Regions from separate parts of the Mus musculus genome. Here region 1 is linked to region 2. The links are chromatin contacts, called in public HiChIP or PLAC-seq maps. All regions are on one chromosome and are shown on one strand. The core of a region is the stretch at or near the end of the contact, and the rest is flanking DNA. Distances in the headings are between cores, read along the strand shown.

What was found. HiChIP or PLAC-seq counts read pairs in DNA pulled down with a chosen protein or histone mark.
Region 1: an H3K4me3 HiChIP or PLAC-seq map of the SCID.adh cell line shows a contact between it and region 2, with 15 read pairs. The contact joins the promoter of 9230102O04Rik here to the enhancer-like site in region 2. A contact is called at or near these places in 8 of 39 promoter capture datasets (the 3T3-L1 cell line, the C10 cell line, the HPC-7 cell line and 5 more), 34 of 484 Hi-C or Micro-C datasets (the AML12 cell line, CD8 T cells, DN3 thymocytes and 22 more), 15 of 115 datasets of contacts at active chromatin or transcription factors (CD8 T cells, DN3 thymocytes, the SCID.adh cell line and 11 more) and 4 of 9 other capture datasets (adipose tissue, embryonic stem cells, liver and 1 more).

The regions. Positions count from the first base shown.
Region 1 is chr2:9,886,466-9,891,827 of GRCm38.p6, reverse strand. It overlaps 9230102O04Rik (RIKEN cDNA 9230102O04 gene), which reads left to right and starts at 2,288. Exons shown (of 4, transcript NR_040511.1): 1 at 2,288-2,616; 2 at 4,161-4,237. It overlaps 4930412O13Rik (RIKEN cDNA 4930412O13 gene), which reads right to left. Exons shown (of 5, transcript NR_024257.1): 5 at 5,061-5,362. It also overlaps a transcript of Gata3 not described here.
Region 2 is chr2:8,874,266-8,879,663 of GRCm38.p6, reverse strand. No RefSeq gene overlaps it. Among named protein-coding and RNA genes, the nearest start is that of Gm30957, 70 kb to the left of the region's middle. Within about 2 kb of position 2,578, at least 2 of the 459 cell types and tissues checked have an H3K27ac peak or open chromatin away from gene starts, as enhancers often do. A contact at or near this core is called in the SCID.adh cell line and group 2 innate lymphoid cells, where this site is marked.

The DNA.
Region 1 (5,362 bases), core at 1,039-3,538, 1.0 Mb before region 2:
GACAAGTACTTTCTGGTTTTAGGGCAAGGAAATGATGTGTTGGGAACCCACTGAAATGGGATGCTACGAATTCCTCGTCCTTCTGCACAACAATGCTCCACTAACTGACCACACCGTCTACAGAGTAATCATTAAATGTACTGACGTTTGGCAGAGTGTCCTTTAAAGTTCTAACATAATCTCAAAGTGACGGTTGAAAAGGCAGGATGATGTTGGAGAGTGATGGACACAGTGACAAGTACTTTCTGGTTTTAGGGCAAGGAAATGATGTGTTGGGAACCCACTGAAATGGGATGCTACGAATTCCTCGTCCTTCTGCACAACAATGCTCCACTAACTGACCACACCGTCTCAGAAAGATTGGAGATCCTGTCAGAGATTATTTCCTCTATTTGGGGAATCCCTTTCTTTATCCCACGGGTGAACCTATCTCCATGGCCATCACAGAGATCCGCCTCCGCCTCCCGTGTTCCATTTATCCCAGAGTCATTTAATGATCCATCTTCTTCTTCCATGTGCCTGGTGACCTCCCTTTATATTTCAAACCCAGTGCCTTAGATCCTGATCTGAGAAAAGCTACAGAACTAACCTCTGGGTTTGAAGTAGCTGGCGATGGTGGCCATTAGGAGAGCACAATGGCTTCCAGGAACCATCCACAGCCAATATGTATCCCCAGGCCCAGGGTTCCACACTGTCTCCCTCGGTAGCTCAGCTCACAGTCCTCACCAGTGAGGAATGACCTCTGTCTCTTGGTCCCATTTCTACCCCAAACAGAAATGAAATAGTTCAGATCAGCAATTATTCCATGGTTCAGTGGTTATTCCGTGCAAGAGAAGTGGAGTCAGAAAAACCCGAGGTAGCTGGACTAGAAAGGGCACAGGTGCAAGCAACCAACAGGGAAGTCTTTATGTCTCCGTGGCTGTGAACTGGCCTGTGTCTTTGTGATCTATGTGTCCAGAGAACACACAAACATCCTCAATGAAAACACTCCCTAAAATTAGTGATGGGACCGTCCTGTTCTCAGGGCAGCTTCCAGCAACCCTGGCGTGAACTACTGTTATCACCACTGAATGAGGCAATGTCATTTCTTGTCACACACACACACACACACACACACACACACACACACACACAGAGAGAGAGAGAGAGAGAGAGAGAGAGAGACAGACAGACAGACAGACAGACAGAGACAGAGAGACAGACAGACAGAGACAGAGACAAAGAGAGAGACAGAGACAGAAATTGAAATTTCAACCGGAAAGCAACTCCGTTGTAAAATCAGACAGCGACTCGTGGTTTCTTAGAGCACTATCCTTGTACTGTGCTCAGGCGATGTCCAGTAATCAGGAATAAATGCCTCAGAGCCTTTCCCTCACTTCCCCCTTCATCTCCACTTTTTGTTTTCCTTTTCGACACAGGGGTTCTCAGTCCTGCTTTGTACACCAGGCTGACCAGCTAGAGACCCACCTGCCTCTGCCTCCGGAGTGCTGAGGACAGGGCAATCTATTAAAGGGGTGCTACTGCGCTGGACCCTCTCTCTTTACCTCATTCCCTTCCCACTTCAATACTCCCCCCCCCCGCCCCCCAACTCCCCTGTCCACCCTTCTGTCTGTTAAGAGAATCAGATCATGCCTTTAGCCCCAGCCAGACCACTGTAGTTCTTAGGATTTTCTTTTTTAGCCTCCAAGTTTCTTTGGAAGCCCAACTTCCTCCAGTTAAGACTTTTGGGAGCAATGACGGGGTTGGGGGTGGGGCACGCGACCGCATTTTCACAGCTCTTTACGTTTTAGAGCAGTGTTCAATCCGGAGCCGGTGTCGGCAGAAGGGAAGGAGCGCGGCGAGGCCGGCAGAGCAGACCCGAGGAGACCTGGGGGACAGAAGGTGCTCGCGAGGGAGCTTTAGTAAGAGGAGTGGGAGAGGGAAGAAAGTCTGCTTTGGTTCGGAAGTGCCCCTATAGGACGTACATTCTAAGGAAAAAGAGGCTTTCAAATTGGAGGCGAACTTGTTGAAGGTAAGGAGAAAGAGGAGGAGGGACAGCAGGGACCTTAAAGGGGGACAAGAAGCATTGAATGGGAAGTGAATGGGAAGCATGGGGAAACCGTAAAAAGCCCCACCCGCCCGCGAGACCCAGAAGTGAGATCTAGATACCGCTGGGTGCAGGGGATTGGGAGGATCAACTGTTGTAGTCACGTGGGCACATGCGTGCCTCTCTGGTCTCTGCTCCAGCCCCCATCCAGTCGCGCGTAAGGAGGAAGGGTACTTGTGTCTCTTACGCTTCCCGGAAGCCAGTCACATCTTCCCAGGACCCACGGCTTTCCTGGACAGTTCATAGGGTGCATTAGGGCAACAGGTTGGGCATAGGTTGTTAAGAGCATGGCTCCAGCCTAGTCCTCACAGCTTACTGGAGAGTGTGACTCTGCCACTTGGTGGCGGAGAGCTGGAGCGACAGGGCTGGGGACTGGCAGGATTGCTTTGGCGAAGATGGTTCTTCCGGGTTCCCCAATGGACCAGAAGATCCCCTTCTTTCCTTTTGCCAGATTGGCAAATGGTGTTCTCAGCTTGCTCCACTCTTGGGTTCATCGCACCCCAGAGGACGCCCCGCCGAGGCGCAGACGGGTTGGTGTCTAAATGGAAAGAATTTCAGGTTTGTGGAGGTAGAGACAGGTCGCTGACAGTATCTAGGAGAAAAGCGTGCCTATCCTGGTATCACCCACTCTGCAACGTGACATCCATCACCCGGTAGCTCTCGCCACTCCACGGGTGCCGACTAACACTTTCGGGACTCCCAGCTTCTCCTTTCTCCTCTGTCTTCCGCCCCACCTCAACAGTTCCGTAGGCTCTGACCGGTCTCCTTCTCCCAGGAGTTGACCACCCCAAAGCTGAACACTGAGTCACCTCTTTCTACCCAACCGGTTGGAGCAGCCCCAACTTATTGACTTCATGGTTCAGCCACGGACAAAACTTTGTTTTATTTCTCCCCAAGGATATATTTATTTTAAAAGTCAGCCTCCATATTTTTTTTGCAAAAATATTGTGAAGGGAAAATTCAACCTGCCAAAACAAATGGACCCTGACCCTTTTCTACCTCGGTGTTTGAAGGGTTTCATTTCACTCTAGCTGAAATGTACTCGTGGTAGATTCTCTTGGTACATGATTCAGATGCCCTTGCTATTGGATGGGAATGGGAAGGTGTGTGTGTGTGTGTGTGTGTGTGTGTGTGTGTGTTTACTCCAAGCAGGACACTGCAGTTATCTGGGTCCTGGGTAGGGCAAACAGCTTCATTTCCTTTATAGAATTTTCCCTTGACTGCTTCTAGTTCCTGTTTTTATTTTTTTATTTTTCTCCTCAAAAATAAAATTTCCTCATGAAATAATTTAAGACAATTGGGACCCATAGGATCCTTTTAACTCTGATGAATATTCTTCTATGCCTGGATTAGACAGCAGCAATCAAGTCCAGCCAAAAACATTCAAATTCTATTTTACTAATCCCGACTAAAGGGTGGTGGTGGCCGCTGCAGCAGTGGTGTGAAGTAAAGGCAAAGAGACTACTTTTGGGAATGGGGGTGCCCGTATAAACCCAAACCTTGAGAGAAAGAAAACACTTTTGAAGGCTTACTAGTTTGTTAGCTCTTCATACGATGTTCACTCCTGACCGTGCCCATAGAACCTCTTATTGAACCATTTGTTCAAAAGTGAGAAGAAAATGCTTCAAACACGTTTGTGCCTATGATAATGGCCCATTCCACAGGGCAGTGTCATTTATAGTGTTAATTCCAACCCGGTCTGGAGACAGTGGGCTGGCTTTGTAGGCACCAGGAGCAGGTCACATTTCAGGCAATGTTTCTTGCCCACCCGGTCCAACTCAGTTTCACACACCTCTGATGTGCGGTTTGTGTGTTTGCAAAAGGGGATGGTATTCATTCCCTCCCTCCCCCTCCTTCTTTCCTCCTCCCCCCTCCTCCTACCCCTTTGCAACCCGGAAGAGCTCTGCTGTCTACACTGAGCCAAGGGAGGCAGAGGGGAGGGGGCTCTTAGCAAGGATTCACATCAGCCAGGTTTTACCTCTGGCTGGAAGCCTGGCTGAGATGCAGTGAAGCAGCCGCCGCTGCTGTGGGAGCGTCAGCAACAGTGAAGTCTGCCTGTCATTTCTACCTTCAGATCTCCAGCAAGGCGGGTGGAAAAAAAACAAAAAAACAAAAACCAAACCAGCTGGCCTTCAGGAGAGAGCTGCCCTGGTCAGTGAGTACATAGCTATCTCCTTTTCCTCTGTTATCCTTCTCCTTGATTCCCATGGCGAGAATTAAGAGGAGGTCTCCGCCATGGGGATAGCTGCCTCTGAAAGAAAGTGAACCAGACCCCAGCCCTTTATTGTTCTTTCTGGGCACTGGAAGTCTTTGGCTTTCTGCAGTGACCTTGGGTGATCATGGTGTGGAAGTGTGTGGATGCCCTTGTTTGGAAGAAGGAGCTAGCAGAACTTGGGGTGCAAAGAAAAACTGAATGGGGGGTAATAAGAGCTGCTAGAATGCTTGGGAAGAGCTCTGCGTAGATGCTTTTCACTGTCAGGAGAACAGGACATTAGAGGAGCTAGCCCATCTACCCAGGACAGAGCATTCTCTAAAGGTGGCTGCAGTGCCCAAGTGTCAATGCCATGTTTACCTTTCCCTGCTTTACGAGCCTTACATGGTTAGGCTCATTGTCTGCATATCATTGAAGAAACGTGCACTGGGAGACAAAGTTGGAGCCCAGATGTGTCAACGTCTGGCAGCCCCCCAGGGTAGCTGGTGGTTGGTAGGCACCCTTGTTTACAGAAGCACCCCGAGGTGGGAGAGAAACCCAGCTTCCCAGAGAGTGTGACCAGGGTTCTGTGCAGTGAGAAAGCAGAGGGGATAAAATTTGGATATTTTTCCTGGGACAGCAGACCAGCAGACCTCCAGTTCCAATATACCATTCAGAAATAGAACACACACACACACACACACACACACACACACACACACACACACACACACACAGGATAATGTTAAAATGCAAGGAAAGGAGAGTCTGGTGAATCTGAGATATGAGCAGAGCCGTTGCTTTATTATTTTTTTTAAAGGCGATTTCTTTAATAGAGCAGGGTAACAAACTGACAGGTGTGATTCCATCCAGAATAGGAATGAAGTAGCTGTGCCCGCTGGACCCCTTGCTGTAGGTGTAGTTCCATATTTTTTGACATCTCCTCCCCTTATAGACCACACCAGGACCCTGAAATCACAGTTTGAGAGACCCAGAATTCTGAAGGGGGACAAATAATGAAGGTACCCTTTGTGCAGCCCCTCACTCTTCCGCAGTGGTGGTAGTGGGCTGTCCCCCCAGCGGCA
Region 2 (5,398 bases), core at 1,329-3,828:
GAGAGAAGCCCAGAGGGCCAGCAGAATGAATGGAAGTATGAAGTCTCAGAAGGTGATAGGGAGGGAGACCCTCCAGAAAGTACTAGAGACATGGATGGTAACTCTCAGGACTCAAAGGGAAGGACATTAGATAAAATGCCTAACAGTGGGGAGAGGAAACTCGAAAAGTCCACCTCAAATAGATAGGAAGGGCCTCAAGAGAAATGGTGTTACCAACCCACAGGCAAAATTTCTGACCCAGAAGTGTTCCTGTCTAAAAGAACTGCAGGGACAAAATTGGAGAATAAACTGAGGGAACGTTTTTCCAGTGACCAGCCCAGTTGAGGATTCACCTCATGGGGTGGGGGTGGGGGCACCAAGGCCTGATCCTATTACTGATGCTATGCTATGCTTACAGACAGGAACCTAGCATGGCTGTCCTCTTTGAGGCCCTACCAGCAGCTGACTGAGACAGACTCAGATACTTATACCTGTCAGGAACCTCTATGGTTGAATTAGGGGAAAGATAGAAGAAACAGATGAGGAGAGCGGTCCCATAGGAAGACCATGTCTCAACTCACCTGGACCCCTGGGAGTTCCTAGACACTGAGCCACCAATCAGACAGCATGCAAAAGCTGGTCTGAGCCCCCCAGCATAGATTGTGAAATTTTAAAAAAATGATCATAACCTCTCATTCAGTGGTAAGGGAGTTTTTTTTTTAATTATGCCTTTGGTATTTTGTGTATTCTAGTTCACATTTAGCTTTTCTACATAATACTTTGTATGCTTTTTCAATGCTCTGTTTTGAAGGAAACTCTTTTTCAGTCGAAGATTAAAGTAGCTGGAAGATTGGCTTGAACCAGAGATTTCTATTCATACTGACAAAGCCTAGTAGAAGCAAGGAGAGCTGCAGCTCAGAATGGTTCTATTTTATTTCTGTAGGAAAATAAATGACCTAAAGTTATTGGTGTCAAATTTGAAATAAAACCAATGAGTTCATAGTCAACTGAGGAGACCCCCCAACACTAGTAGTTTATCAATTCTACAGTGGGAAAATATTGACATAGTAATGATTTTTGTCTTTATCAAAATCAGACAGTAGTTTCCAAAGTCTCACAGACTTGAACAGATTCGTCCAAGTAGAAGGCTTTACTTTAAAAATTGTTTCATTTATAGTCTTGTTTTGTTTCTTCAATACCAAGATTTTATTGTCCCAAGACTTTTTAGAGTTTTGAATTTCTTTCATCCTTTAGGTTAATGTTCTTCTTAGATAAATTTCAAGATGAATCCTTGGATAAGAGAAATTCATGGAAAACTGTATAATCGGTAGAGAACCTTCCTCTTGACTTGAATTGCTCACTCCTCTAGACCAGAACTCTTTTGTATCTGGCTTGGAGTAAATTAATTTCGTTAGATTAGGGGAAAATGGAATTCTACTTTTCAATTTGAAATTCACTTAGTATCAAAGTGACTGTAATTAATTTTTTTTCTGATGATCTGAAAAATGTAGTCATAAATTATAAATAACCTATCAAAGGAACGTTGGAAAGTACACCTGATAAAGAACATTGCAAGTGTGGTCCACTTTCTTTCCTCACATGAAATGTGATTTTCTAACACATGAAAGGCATGCGATTAGTGCCATCTAGTGCACTGATCCATCATGGGAGCAATCTTATCAGTTCATCATAGTTTGTTTTTTCAAAAGGCTTTCTGAAAAGTCATCCAATTTCTCAAGACCATTTAATTCAAGTTAATATTAAACCGTTGATTTAATTTTTGTTAAAAGCTAACCTATTTACATGCTACAGTTCTTAAAGAGAGTTAGAAATCAGATAGATCATTAATTCCTTATCATTATTTTAATTGATTGGGATTTTCCTTGAACTCTCTGGAAGCATAACCTACAGTTTATTGCTTTAACCTGTGGGCACACCAAAAATAATTGTGTGTGTGTGTGTGTGTGTGTGTGTGTGTGTGTGTGTGTGTGTGTGTATGTGTGTGTATGTATGTGTGTGTGTATGTATGTGTGTGTGTGTATGTATGTATGTGTGTGTGTATGTGTGTGTGTGTGTGTATGTATGTGTGTGTGTGTGTGTATGTATGTGTGTGTGTATGTGTGTGTGTGTGTATGTGTGTGTGTGTATGTGTGTGTGTGTGTATGTGTGTGTGTGTGTGTGTAATTTGTTGCCACCACTAAGTTCAGTAGTGATCTCTATTAAGTTTCTAATTGTATCAAAAATATCAGTTTTCTGATTCAGAGATTTCTCTGTGTATGATAAAAATACCACGACTTCTGAGGCCATCGCAGGAGATTTATTCCTCGGGAGTTAATGTTACTAATTTGAGAAAAACAAAACAAAACAGAAATGATAAAATTCCATACACTGTGCTTAAGTTAGTCCTGGGCGCTCCCACACATCCTGCCTATTTAATTCATTAAGATTTCTCTGGCACATTGAGTGCCTGAGAAAATTTTGAGTCAGAAATTACAGTGACTTAAAGAAAGTCAAGTTGATTAATAATAGTAATGCAGCACACAGCGATCTCTCCAGGGGAAGGTTAGTCACAGAGAAAATTCTGTCTCAGTTTCCTTTTATCTGATAAGGTAGCCAACCTCAGGCAAACAGTGCAGCCTATAAATGAGTTGGTGTTCCCCGGTGTCCTATGTTCTGTCTCAACAGCTTTTTCTTCTCCCCCTAACCATGTCTTCTTCCCCCCGATTTCCATCTTCTCTCTACTCCTTTATTAACTTACCTTCCAACTTTTAATAATGTCAAACTAGGAGATGGAAGAATATTGGAAGGAATGTGTTCACTGGCAAGGCAGCTTGTTCTCCCTTCCATGTAACACCAGACAAATTAGATATGAGATCAGTAGAATACCTACATCATTTCTAATGACCAAGAATTCCTAGACCTAAACTTGACCTATTTAGTTTGGTCTGTGGTGTTCAGTGTTAGTGTAAATTATCCTTGCATGTATTGTATACAATAGATGTAATTAATGGGTGCCCCTTTAACATAAAGGTAGTCCCAGTTTCAGTCACTTATTACTTATTTTCATGATATAGTAAGTATTTCTTTGGCCGTGGAGAAGAGTTAAAGGGATTTTCATTATAGAAAAGCTTATAAGAGGCTGAAAATAATCTTTAAGATGAGATAGTTCAAAATGGTAGCAAGAACTATGAAGACGTTTATAAGAAAGAACATTTGGAATGGGGTAGGTTTAGTAAAGCTTTGAGGATTATTAAATATTATTGGATTCAAGAGAATATTTTGAAAGGCATATATTTGAGAAGTAGATAGCTAAAAGGAATAAGGATTGTGTCCTGTTCTACAACTGATGCAAAGCTCATACATCATGCAACATTTAATAACTGAGCAAATCACAATTTACTGCTGACTGAAGTTTCAGAAAGTGCTTTTATGGAAATAGTGTTTGAGCAGAAAAAATAACTAAGACTATTTTATGAACTGGAAAATGAAGGTAACATTATTTGTGACAGATAAGTTTAGGAATTGTGTATAGGAAACTAGAAATATTTATTACTCTGTTATTCATCTATTTTTGTACATGTATACATTTGTCAAAGGATACATATATACATTCAATAATGTCACTTCCTATTTAGGAAATCATACAATACAACAAACTTGGAAATAATCCCAATGGATACAATGTAGCTTCCTGATGAAGACACATAAGCTACGGAGAGTTTATTAGTAAACTATACTGTGACTTGCCAGCAGAGTTCTGTAAGTTCTCTGTCTCTGTCTCTGTCTCTGTCTCTCTCACTCTCTCTCTGTCTCTCTGTCTCTCTGTCTCTCTGTCTCTCTCACTCTCTTTCGTGTGTGTGTTTCAAGAGAGGAACATTCATTAGGAACATTATATTCTAATAAAACTACTACCTGCATATAACAGACATGTCAAATAAAATATAAGTAAAGTAATATTTTTACTATTGATACAGTCTATTCCTTATTGACATGGGTAACAAGCATCTTCAGCCTAGCTCAGGAGAAAAGTTATAATATATAGAGGAAAGTAATTTGAATTCTGTCTTCTGAAACATCACTCATATAAGAGGTCACCCTGTGTAGTCACAAAGGGTGAACTTCCCAGCAGATGTGGGAAAAAAACACAATTTAAAAAGGAAGAGATTTTTAAATTTTGTATTTTTTCATTGTAATCATATATCTCTGTGACAGGATGTATTTGTTTGTTCTCATGTCACTGTGTGAGTGTAGAAGTCAGACGAGAACTTTGTAAAGTTGGTTCTCACTTTCTACCTTTACCTGGGTTCTAGGAATGAGCTGTAGTCATAAGACTTTTGTGATAAGCACCTGGCCCAACTGATCCTTCTCACTGACATAGTAGTCATGCATTTTGTGCTTCATTAAATGGTAGGCATACAATTTTTGCAACCTAATTTTAATAAGGATGCAGCTACAATCCTCCTAGCAGGCAGACACCAGGCATGGACCAGCAGCTATAGTTCAATCCTGAAGCAACTACCAGGTTAGCCAAGAGGCTTGAGGTGACGTGGCAGAGGCATCTTGCTGCCATAGGAACCTCACAAGGAGTTCTTTGACAAGTTTCTCTCAATATCAGCTTTACCACCAGTGGAGTTCAACAACACTGTATAAGGTAGGCAAATACATGCATGTTGTTATCGAAAAATATGGAGGCAGAGCAAATGAAACCAATACTCAGTGCTCTTCTCCCACTGTCTGTGGAGTCATTTTTATATTTCTTCATCATGGATCCTTTCATGCGTTTGATATATTAAAACATCTTTTCATCTGTGTCTGCTCCAGAAAACATCCTTTCACCGTGTCTGCTTCAGGAAACCATTTTTTCAGATGTTTGCTTCAGCAAGATATCTTACACCTGTGTGCTCCAGCAAAACATCATTTGACATAACTAACTTTCCAATAAACTGGAAGTTTCCACTTCATTAACTATATAACGTTTTTATTTCTCATTACTAACTTCTCACCGGAGAAAAGTAAAAAGAGGCCACACATCACAACTAAATAGTGTGTCTTAAATACCCGTGACAGTGATTGAAACAAAAATACATATGCTCCTCTCTTGAAACACACACACACACACACACACACACACACACACACACACACACACACACACACACACACACACAGAATAGATCGTCACTGGCTATCTTGATTTCAGAGGCTGAGGGAAAGAGACTGTAACCATTCCAATTGTTGCAGCTAAGGACAAAAGACTGCTAGGAGCCTAGAATAATTTAATAAAAGGCATGATGGGCCATGTTGAGCTCAGCAGCTGAAATAATAAGGAGTACATAGCATGTGTGTTGTACTCTAAAGTGGCAGGAGAATCAAGGAGTCAAGAAGAGTAGTCTTTCAAGAGGCACCTGGAGACAGCAGG